3 separate regions of the Mus musculus genome follow, and regions 2 and 3 are each linked to region 1. Evidence: chromatin contacts called from public HiChIP or PLAC-seq and promoter capture Hi-C data. All regions are on one chromosome and are shown on one strand. The core of a region is the stretch at or near the end of the contact, and the rest is flanking DNA. Distances in the headings are between cores, read along the strand shown. Region 1 holds the start of Rbpjl (recombination signal binding protein for immunoglobulin kappa J region-like). Region 2 holds the start of Fitm2 (fat storage-inducing transmembrane protein 2). Region 3 holds the start of Kcnk15 (potassium channel, subfamily K, member 15).

Evidence for each region. Promoter capture Hi-C pulls out the DNA fragments that hold promoters and counts their contacts. HiChIP or PLAC-seq counts read pairs in DNA pulled down with a chosen protein or histone mark.
Region 2: a FOXA1 HiChIP or PLAC-seq map of pancreatic cancer cells shows a contact between it and region 1. The contact joins the promoter of Fitm2 here to the promoter of Rbpjl in region 1. A contact is called at or near these places in 2 of 39 promoter capture datasets (embryonic stem cells and pre-B cells) and 1 of 115 datasets of contacts at active chromatin or transcription factors (pancreatic cancer cells).
Region 3: a contact with region 1 is called in a promoter capture Hi-C map of embryonic stem cells. The contact joins the promoter of Kcnk15 here to the promoter of Rbpjl in region 1. A contact is called at or near these places in 6 of 39 promoter capture datasets (the 3T3-L1 cell line, the C10 cell line, the HPC-7 cell line and 2 more) and 1 of 484 Hi-C or Micro-C datasets (embryonic stem cells).

What each region holds. Positions count from the first base shown.
Region 1 is chr2:164,401,722-164,404,656 of GRCm38.p6, reverse strand. Rbpjl (recombination signal binding protein for immunoglobulin kappa J region-like) reads right to left here and starts at 1,463. Exons shown (of 12, transcript NM_009036.1): 1 at 1,339-1,463; 2 at 96-198. The coding sequence starts at 1,360. Matn4 (matrilin 4) reads left to right here. Exons shown (of 11, transcript NM_013592.4): 1 at 1-166; 2 at 2,695-2,815. The coding sequence starts at 2,737.
Region 2 is chr2:163,471,201-163,474,135 of GRCm38.p6, reverse strand. It overlaps Fitm2 (fat storage-inducing transmembrane protein 2), which reads left to right and starts at 1,507. Exons shown (of 2, transcript NM_173397.4): 1 at 1,507-1,733. The coding sequence starts at 1,561. It overlaps 2310001K24Rik (RIKEN cDNA 2310001K24 gene), which reads right to left and starts at 1,591. Exons shown (of 1, transcript NR_028122.1): 1 at 1,133-1,591.
Region 3 is chr2:163,852,369-163,855,303 of GRCm38.p6, reverse strand. Kcnk15 (potassium channel, subfamily K, member 15) reads right to left here and starts at 1,554. Exons shown (of 2, transcript NM_001030292.1): 1 at 1,215-1,554. The coding sequence starts at 1,554.

The sequences.
Region 1 (2,935 bases), core at 214-2,713:
CTCCCGCTCCAGGTTAAATGCAGCTGCCGCTTGGGCTCGCCCTGGCTGTCTGGCATTCCCCACTTAGGGCAACCTGCCCACGCCGCCGCCGTTACCTGGTCCAACTCCCCAGGAGGCTGGGCCCGTCGCTCTGTAGCCGCACCTCTGAGCTGTCCGGCAGGCTCAGGTGAGTCAAAGGGCCCGGGGGCAACGAGGGGTCTGCAGGGAAGCCAGCGTAAAACCCGTAGGGGGACAAGTCTTAACAGCCTACGTGTCCACGTCTAACCTGCAGTACCTTTTCCGATCCCCCTCTGGCAAGGCCAACAAAATGCAGGTCCTCCTTCCCTAATCTCCCTCCACGCCTGGCACCTTCCCAAAGTGTCCTTTCCGGATTAGCTCTTGAACTCAGACCTCTTTGGAGCGCACTTTCCTTGGGAATGCACTTTCCCTATCCTAAGGGCGTCCGAGAAATTTCCTCTTCAATGCAAGGATCCTTATCAGGAGACCTGGGCTCACTCTAATGGGCCACTACTTCAAAGCAAGCCTTTGAACGATGATGACTCTCTTTGCCCTCCCTAGACCGCCCCCCCCCCCCCCGTGGAACAGCGGATTTGGAAAGCTGAAATTGAGAGGGCAGCTGTTTTGACTTTCTAAGAGTCCTGAGGTGCAAGCGACATCAAGTGCGTGTTGACTTAAGCCAAGAGGAGCTTAAGGGAGCCCTTAGTCAAGAGCCAACCCTGAGTTTCAAAGGCCCGGTGGAGCTATACTCAGATGTTTGCCCTGGGGTGCTGGCTCCGCTCTGGCCCACTCTAGAAAAGGCTTGCCTTTCCTCCTACCTCCACCATCAAGCCACTGGCACATCTAGCTAGCTTGTCACCTTACCACCACAGACCCTGCCAGAAGGATTTTTGTTCTTCTACCCTCGCTGGAAAGCCAGAAGGGAGAAGAATCTCGGATAGGAAGCTGGTCTGGAGTCAGAGCCACGCACCGGCCTTGCTCAGAATGGGCTCATTCAAGGAACTGGGGGGTTGAGGGAGGGGCAGCCGTGGGTTAAGGGGCGATGGCCTGCTCTGCCAAGAAACCACAGAAAAATGGATAGAGCAGGCTCAGTGTGCCGTGTGGGGGTGGGGTGGGGAACGGAAGAAAGGCTTAGTGATTCTTAGGTGCAAGGGAACCAGGCTTCTCTGGAGGAAGAGACAGGGGTGGGGTGTAGGGGGGTGAGAGCTAGGTTTAGTTCTGTGCCTGGAGCCCAGCTGGGTAGTCTTATTGGGCAGCACATTTTCCATCCGTACAGTGTGTGTGTTCCCTTAGTGGTTCTCAAGGGACCTAGTTAGGCTACACAGGAAGGAGAGGGCTCACCTGTTGTCTCCCTGGGGTCCATGGCTGCTCATCGAGGCCCAGGCCGCTCTCTTGCTGCCCTCTGGGCACATCTACCGCCACTGACTTCGATACCGTTCACACATCTAAGCCCCGATCCGATCCTCACACTGGATTTATCCTGTCCAAGCCTTATCTTCAAGGTCCCGGGACTCCCAGCGGCCTGTTTGCTCTGGGCAGGGACACCTGCTGGGCAGATGTAGGCTTCCCACGGCAGTAGAAGCCAGACCCAGCAGGCGCCCCCTGGCGGCCTCTCCTAAGAGCAGGCGAGAAACAGACACCGAGGCGTGTCTTGTGCAGGACTCCACTCTCTGGCCTACCACTAAGAACCCAGACCCCAAGAGCTGCTCTTTGGCGTGTGGCACGGGTTTGGGGGAATATGGGGAATGATTTCTGTCCGCAGAAGAAGAGAGTGTGGAGCACCTTAGCTGACTCACACACCAGATAGACAGGACTCTATCTCGGCCGCAGCCACTTTCCTGCTATAAGGCGTTGGGTAGCAGCATTTAATTTCTTAAAGCCTATTTCTGAATAGGGAGAACCGAACCAAAACAGCCTTAAATGTCGGAACTACAAAGAGGGTCAATGCCACAACGGAAAAGCACATTTAGCACTATATCTGGTATTTAGGAAGGGGTTCTTTCGGGGACTGGCAAGATGGCTCAGTGGGTAAAGGTGCTTGCTGTCGGGACTGACCACCGGAGTTCAGTCCTGTTTAATTCTGGGACACACACAGAGGAAGGAGAAAACGGACTTCAGCGAATTGCCCCCTGACCTCCACACGTGTGTGCCATAGTGTGTGAGCACACACCATATACATGTATATATATGTAACACACACACACATATATGGTGTGTATGCTATATAATATATATGATGTGTATGATCTGTAATATATATCATATATATGGTGTGTGTGTATATATATATATACACACATATGTATATAATTTTTTAATACAAGCGTTTATCTCCTTTTGAGTTTTATGTATTTTTATCTACTTCTTATTAACTTAGTGCCCTGTAGTTCTGTAAAATGCCATTTTTTACAAAGGCTCCTCTGTGAGTTTCAGCAATCCCAGTGTGGTGACATCAAAAAATTATCATGAGCCTTTTTGTTTTGTTTTGAGAAAGAATCTCACTATGTAGCCCTGGGTGGCCTGGAACTCACTATGAAGAACAGACTGGTCCTCAAACTCCCAGAGATCTGCCTGCCTTTGCCTCCCGAGTGTGCAGCTATGCCTGGCAAAACATTTTGAACATACGCAAAGCCAGAGTGTTCATCCCCTGCAATAAAAGCACCGTCAAAACTGTTGCTTTGCGACCTTCTTTTCTAGCTGCAGGCTGTGACACTGTGGTTCGTCATCCTTCCAAGCACCATGAGAGGCCCCTGCTGCTGGCCACTCTCTCTGTTGCTGCTCTTCCTGCAGTCCTGGGAAACTCAGCTCCAGTCTGCAGGTGAGTTGGATCCCAGCCCTCACCATGGGAGGAAGGGAGCAGCAACGTTCTCTATCCACAGTGAGCCAGGGTTGCCAGGAGGGGTTGGCACACTGGTGGAAGGATGGGTGTGTGTATGGG
Region 2 (2,935 bases), core at 258-2,757, 930 kb after region 1:
CTACAGTCCCAGCTCCCATGGCACTCCTCACTGTAAATATAACTCGCCGATGCTTACAATGTTATTGATTTTACTGGACATTTGTCTCCACGGTTCACCTGTGATTTCAGTTCAACCACACATTGACAAATGGAGTCACAGCTCAACGAAGACAGGTGATGACAGAACACAGGCCTGATTTGTAGCACTTGCCAATTTCCTTAGTGCAAATACTTCTATTGTGGCTGATTTCAAGCTTCCTGTGTGATATCACAGAAGGGAGAAGAGAGCACAGAGGTGTTCCCGGGAGGCACAATGGATACAGGTAGGCTCAGGCATAGATAAACCAGATGTGATGGGACATGCTTGTAATCCCAGCACCCAAGAGGGAGGCTGAGACAGGAAGACAACACAGGTTCAAAACCAGCCCTCTCTATAAAGTGAGTTCCAGGCCAGCCAGGGTCACGTAAGAGATCCTGTTTCAAAATAGACAAACAAGAACATAAATAATAATAGAACATAGTAAAATAATTAGAAAGTGATGGGTTTGAGTTTTCACCTTGATTTTAAAGTGCTAATCTATAAACTACAGTCACTAAGGAATAACTCATGGTTGGGAAGCCCTGACTTTGACACCTAACATTACGGGCTAGGAGCTTAGCTAAGGGACAAAACTGAGTGACTGAGTCACCAGTACCTCATGTGAGCTCTGCAAACCTTGGGAGCCCAAGATGTTCAGTCAACAACACAGTTGATTCATCCTTTTTTTTTTCAGCTGATTCATTCTTACATTTATTTACTTATCTATTTATCTGTATTTATTTATTTATTTAGTGTGTGTGTGTGTGTGAGAGAGAGAGAAAGAGAGAGAGAGAGAGCAACTTATGGGAGTTGCCTTCCACAATGTGGAGAGAGCAACTTATGGGAGTTGCCTTCCACAATGTGGATCCCAAGGACTGAATCCAGGTTATTTGGTTTGGCAACAAGTGCCCTTACTTGTCTCAAAACCCGAAGTGGCACATGACTTTAATCTCAGTACTCTGGAGGTCAAGTTTAGGGGATCTCTGAGTTCGAGGCCACCCTGGTTATACAGAATGAGTTCCAAGTCAGCCAGGTCTACTTGGAGAAACCCAGTCTGAAAACAAAACAAGTAAATAAGATTTAAATTTATTAATGACTTTGCAAAGAAATTTCATCTGAAAAACCCTATAACTGACCCAATATACGGAACTCCCAAACTAGCTCTTAAGAAAGGTGGGTCTCTTGTTTGTTTTGCAGATAAAGAAAGCGAGAATCCCATCCCACAAACATGAGGGGAGCAGGTTGCCCAGGCAAAGAGCAGCCTGCAGTGATCTCAGCCAGTAGCTTGGGGGCGATGAGTGGAAGCGGCGCAGGTAAATGCAGACCTGCACTCTGCAGAGACCCATCAAGGCCACTAGAGGGAGACACGCCCTCTAGGGGGCGGAGCTTGCAGGAAGCGCGCATGCGCCCAGAGGGGATGTGGTGGTGCCAGCTCGGGCGAAGGGTAAGACGGTGGCCGAGAAGGCTCTGGAAGGCGGACGGTAGCCGAGAAGGACCGGCATGGAGCACCTGGAGCGCTGCGCGTGGTTTCTCCGCGGGACGCTGGTGAGGGCGACGGTGCGGCGCCACCTGCCCTGGGCGCTGGTGGCCGCCATGCTGGCGGGCTCGGTCGTCAAGGAGCTGTCCCCGCTGCCCGAGAGCTACCTCAGCAACAAGCGCAACGTCCTCAACGTGTGAGTGCATCGGGCTCCGGGCCCCCGCGCCCCAAGAAGCCAGTTGGATGCTGGGGCAGGCGAGTCATCGGGAGGGAGCCCTGTCTTGACAGGCGCGTCCGCGCGCGTGTCGCGACACTGGGACCCTGGGAAAGCAAGTGACATTCGCGCCTAGTATGTGAGCATTCCGATAGGAGGATCGAGTCGGTGACGGGTGGGTTATAAGTGACAGTGGGTACATTGGAGCGGCTATTCCCCCGCCCCCAGAGTTAGGCGCTTGCCCCTGTCCTGTTCAGGGAGATGTCACCTTCCTCTTGCCGGCTAGTCAGACACCCCTCTCTTAACCACTGTGGCAAAAATCCCACCGTTGACTTAAAGAACCACCTCTAGACCCACCCACCACCCCAAGAGCTTTTGCCATCCCTGCCCCATGTTAGTAGAAGCAAGCGTGAAACCTTTCACTCTGGTGACCTTTCTCCTGGATCTCCTTGGACTTTCTCAGTACTCTAAAGTGCATGGCAGTCACCCAGGAAAACAACCCCAGCCGATCTCGTTGGGACATCTCTCAAACTCCACTTATTTCTTTCCTAGTCCTTTAGAAACACTTACATCGTAAGTTTATTGCACAACACTCCGTTGGAGCTAGACAGGGAGTTTGGAAGATGAAATTGCTCCATCCATGTGAGCTTAATGCTTCAGACTAGTGAGTGTCTCCAGCTTGTGGACAATCTGCCTCTCTTGTTAATCTACTTCAAACCCGGTTTTCTCTTTTGGGCAACTGAGTCAGGTTTCTGACAGACCTTGGTTTTAACGAGGCTTTCCTTGTCAAGCCTGTGAAGGTTTTAGTAATGGGCCCTTTGGTGGCGTCTGAGAAACTACTGGAACCTAGGGAAGAAGAGCCCTGTCCTTGGCCCACCTTCATCCTTCCCCACTCGTAGTGGCTGGTCTAAGAATAGAGTGTAAGGGTGGTAGTTGTTCCAGATCTCTTTGGTGGGTGTTTTCTGCCCAGATCTCCAGGTCAGCCACCTTTCATGAGCTCAGAGGAGGCAGACATGGCAGATGTTGCTGTATCTGGCCTAATGAACCAGGAGCCCAGCAGCCTGGCACGCCAATTGTTTAGGGGTAGCCATGGATTCTAATGTTTTGTTCCAAGACATGATGCTGATTAATGGGAGGGAACTGGCAGTGACTCACTGGATCTGGAAGAGATTTTAAAAACGGTT
Region 3 (2,935 bases), core at 305-2,804, 550 kb after region 1:
ATCATCAAGGGAAGGAGCCAAACCTGGCTGGTAGGCTGTCCAAAAACACAGGAAAGGGCAGAGGCTTCAGACAAGGCACAATCTCTGCAGGCATGGCAAATAAGAGAGGTCTTGAGGTTGGAACTTGTAGACAAGAGAGGGCAGAAGTGTCGAACGGGAGCTGGCTCTAGACTTGGCAAGTAATAAATTATTACTAACAAACAATACCTGCATAGCCTCTGGCCCCATGCTGGGCCCTCATTCGCCCGGCAAGGCAGAACATTCACATTTTGCCTTTGACAAAAACGTGTGCCAAGAGGGCACAGCCACTTGCCTGAGAAGGCTGGTAGCAGGAGATACTCCGAACTCAGCGTTTGGGGTTGCATGGGTGCTTAAACCCACAGCTTTTGTGCAAGTGCACTCTCCAAGGTGTGGGCTGCTGGTTTGTTCCACTGAGGGAGACTGTAGGCACACCTAGCAACTACAGCTGGAGCCCAGCACCAAGGGGCTAGCTAACAGGTTTGAAGCCCTAGGGAGCCTGCTTCTGCAGGTTCCTCAGGCTTAGGACCTCGGGTCCTGGCCAGATGTGGTTATGGTAACAGCTAGAGTCCAAATGGTATACATAGGGGCTCCTCTGGCTGCCCCAACGTGAGATCAAAGCTTTGTAATTAGTCATTCCCTTAAAAAGTTATTGGACGCCTATTAGACTCTCTGACCACACAGCAGTCAAAAGACAAGGGAGAGTGCTGATATCACGGGGTTAACGGATAACTGTTATCTTATATACAAACAATCTTGTTTTCATAATGTTTTCTGTGGGTCAGGCCCTATGCTAAAACGATCTACACACATTATCTCCTTAATAATAATCTCTATCACAGCTCTGCATTCCTCCCTCCTCCTTGCAAGACATATTAGCAATCCTAGTTTTCAAAGAACACTCAGAGAAGGCTCAGAGAAGTCAAGAAACTTATCTAAGGTCACATAGCTGACACAATGGGACAAGAAAGCCTCACTTCTGTTCACCCCGAGAGCCCAGGGTTTCTAGTATCCACCCTTGTGTGGGTGCCTACAGCCTTGTGTCAGCTAACTGATTGCCCCCATTTTGCTCAGCGAGGCAAATGCGCCTCAGCGTGCTGGCAAGCCCTTTCCAAAGTCAAAGGGGCGGAGGTGGGATCGCACCGGAGGAGAGATCAGGACTGAGTGGGGCAGAGGGGAGGCTCCGGAGGGCTCACCGATGGTGGTGATGACCGTGATGGCGAAGTAGAAGGAGCCTGCGAAGCGCCACTGGCGGCCGGCGCGGTGCGGCTCGGCCTGCAGCGCCAGGCGCTCCAGCTCGCGGTAGTCGTCGGCGGAGAAGCGGTACTTTCTGCGGAACTCGCCCCGCTTCCGAGCCAGCAGCCGCTGCCGGCTGCGCTCCGCCTCGGATTCCAGCGCATCGAAAACAGCGGCACCCACCAGCAGGTAGGACAGGATGCACAGAATGAGCGCCGCCGTGCGCGCGCTCTGCTTCCTCATCGCGGCTCTCCCGCTCCGAGTGCCGGTTTCCGTGCGCCCCGACGGCTCCAGCTCCATCTCCGCCGCGCCCGGCTTACAGCAGGGGGCGGGCTCTGAGCTCTCCCGACGCTCCCCGCCCTAACCCACGCAGGGGCCCGCAGGGACATCTGGAGCAGAGGCCCGGTCCAGGTGTGCACAGCAGCAGCAGCCTCCATCCGTAACTCGCCCTAGCTCTTGGGGGCTCGGGACCCTTTCCTTTCTCCCGTCTATCATTTAGCAAATATTCACCAAGCGCCCTCTGGTGCCCACCCTTCTCCGTGGGAGTAGAACGGGTATGCCGGCAAGCAGGGATGGATGACAAATGGACAAAACGATGAAGTAAGACAGGTGTGATGAAGGAGGAAAACGCTTGGGGAGGTGCGTGCCAAGTCATCCAGGAGTGACCAGGGAGAGAAAATCCAGGCCACACACGTAGGTCCCTCGCTAGAGCAGAAGGGAGGTGACTTGGTGACAGGGAACAGCAAAGAAGCTGGTGTGACTGGAGCCAAGAGAATTAGGATGCAGGCTGGAGAGACAGACAGGAGGGCCAGAGAGAAGTGACTTCTACAAATTCATTTTTTGTTATTTAATTTTTATTTTATATTTGCCTGCATGTATGTCTGTGTACCACTTTTACAGTGCCCATGGAGGCCAGAAGAGGGTGTAGGATCTCCTGGAACTGGAGTTACAGCCGCTTATGAACCACCATGTGGGTGCTGGAAATCAAACCCCAGGTACTATGATCTTAACCACTGAGCCACCTTGCCAGATCCCAGGCTGGTTTTTCAGGACAGTCGAAACCTTTTTTTCTTTTCTTTTCTTTTCTTTTCTTTTCTTTTCTTTTCTTTTCTTTTCTTTTCTTTTCTTTTCTCTTCTCTTCTCTTCTCTTCTCTTCTCTTCTCTTCTCTTCTCTTCTCTTCTCTTCTTCCCTTCCCTTCCCTTCCCTTCCCTTCCCTTCCCTTCCCTTCCCTTCCCTTCTCTTCTCTTCTCTTCTCTTTTCATCTCTTCTCTTCTCTTCTCTTCTCTTCTCTTTTCTTTTCTTTTCTTTTCTTTTCTTTTCTTTTCTTTTCAAAGGCATCAGAGCCAGGCATGGCGGTCCACACTTATAATCTCAGTGCTTGGGAGGTGGAGGCAGGGAAGACTAGAAGTTCAAACCCAGACTAGGCTAAATGACATCATGTCTTACCACCACACCTTGGAAAAAAAAACAAGGGGCTGCCACATGGAAGAGAAAAGGTGGCTGAGTGGAGACCAGCCAGGGGAATGGTGTCAGTCAGGTATGGGCTCGGGGGGCTAGCCTTCAATAACAGATGAAGAGAAGCAGATGACTCTGGGATATGTTAGACAGCTGGGAATACAGCAAGCCTTGATGCTTAAGGTCCCTGGCATCAAGACACTTCACCAACCCAAGCTTCAGTCA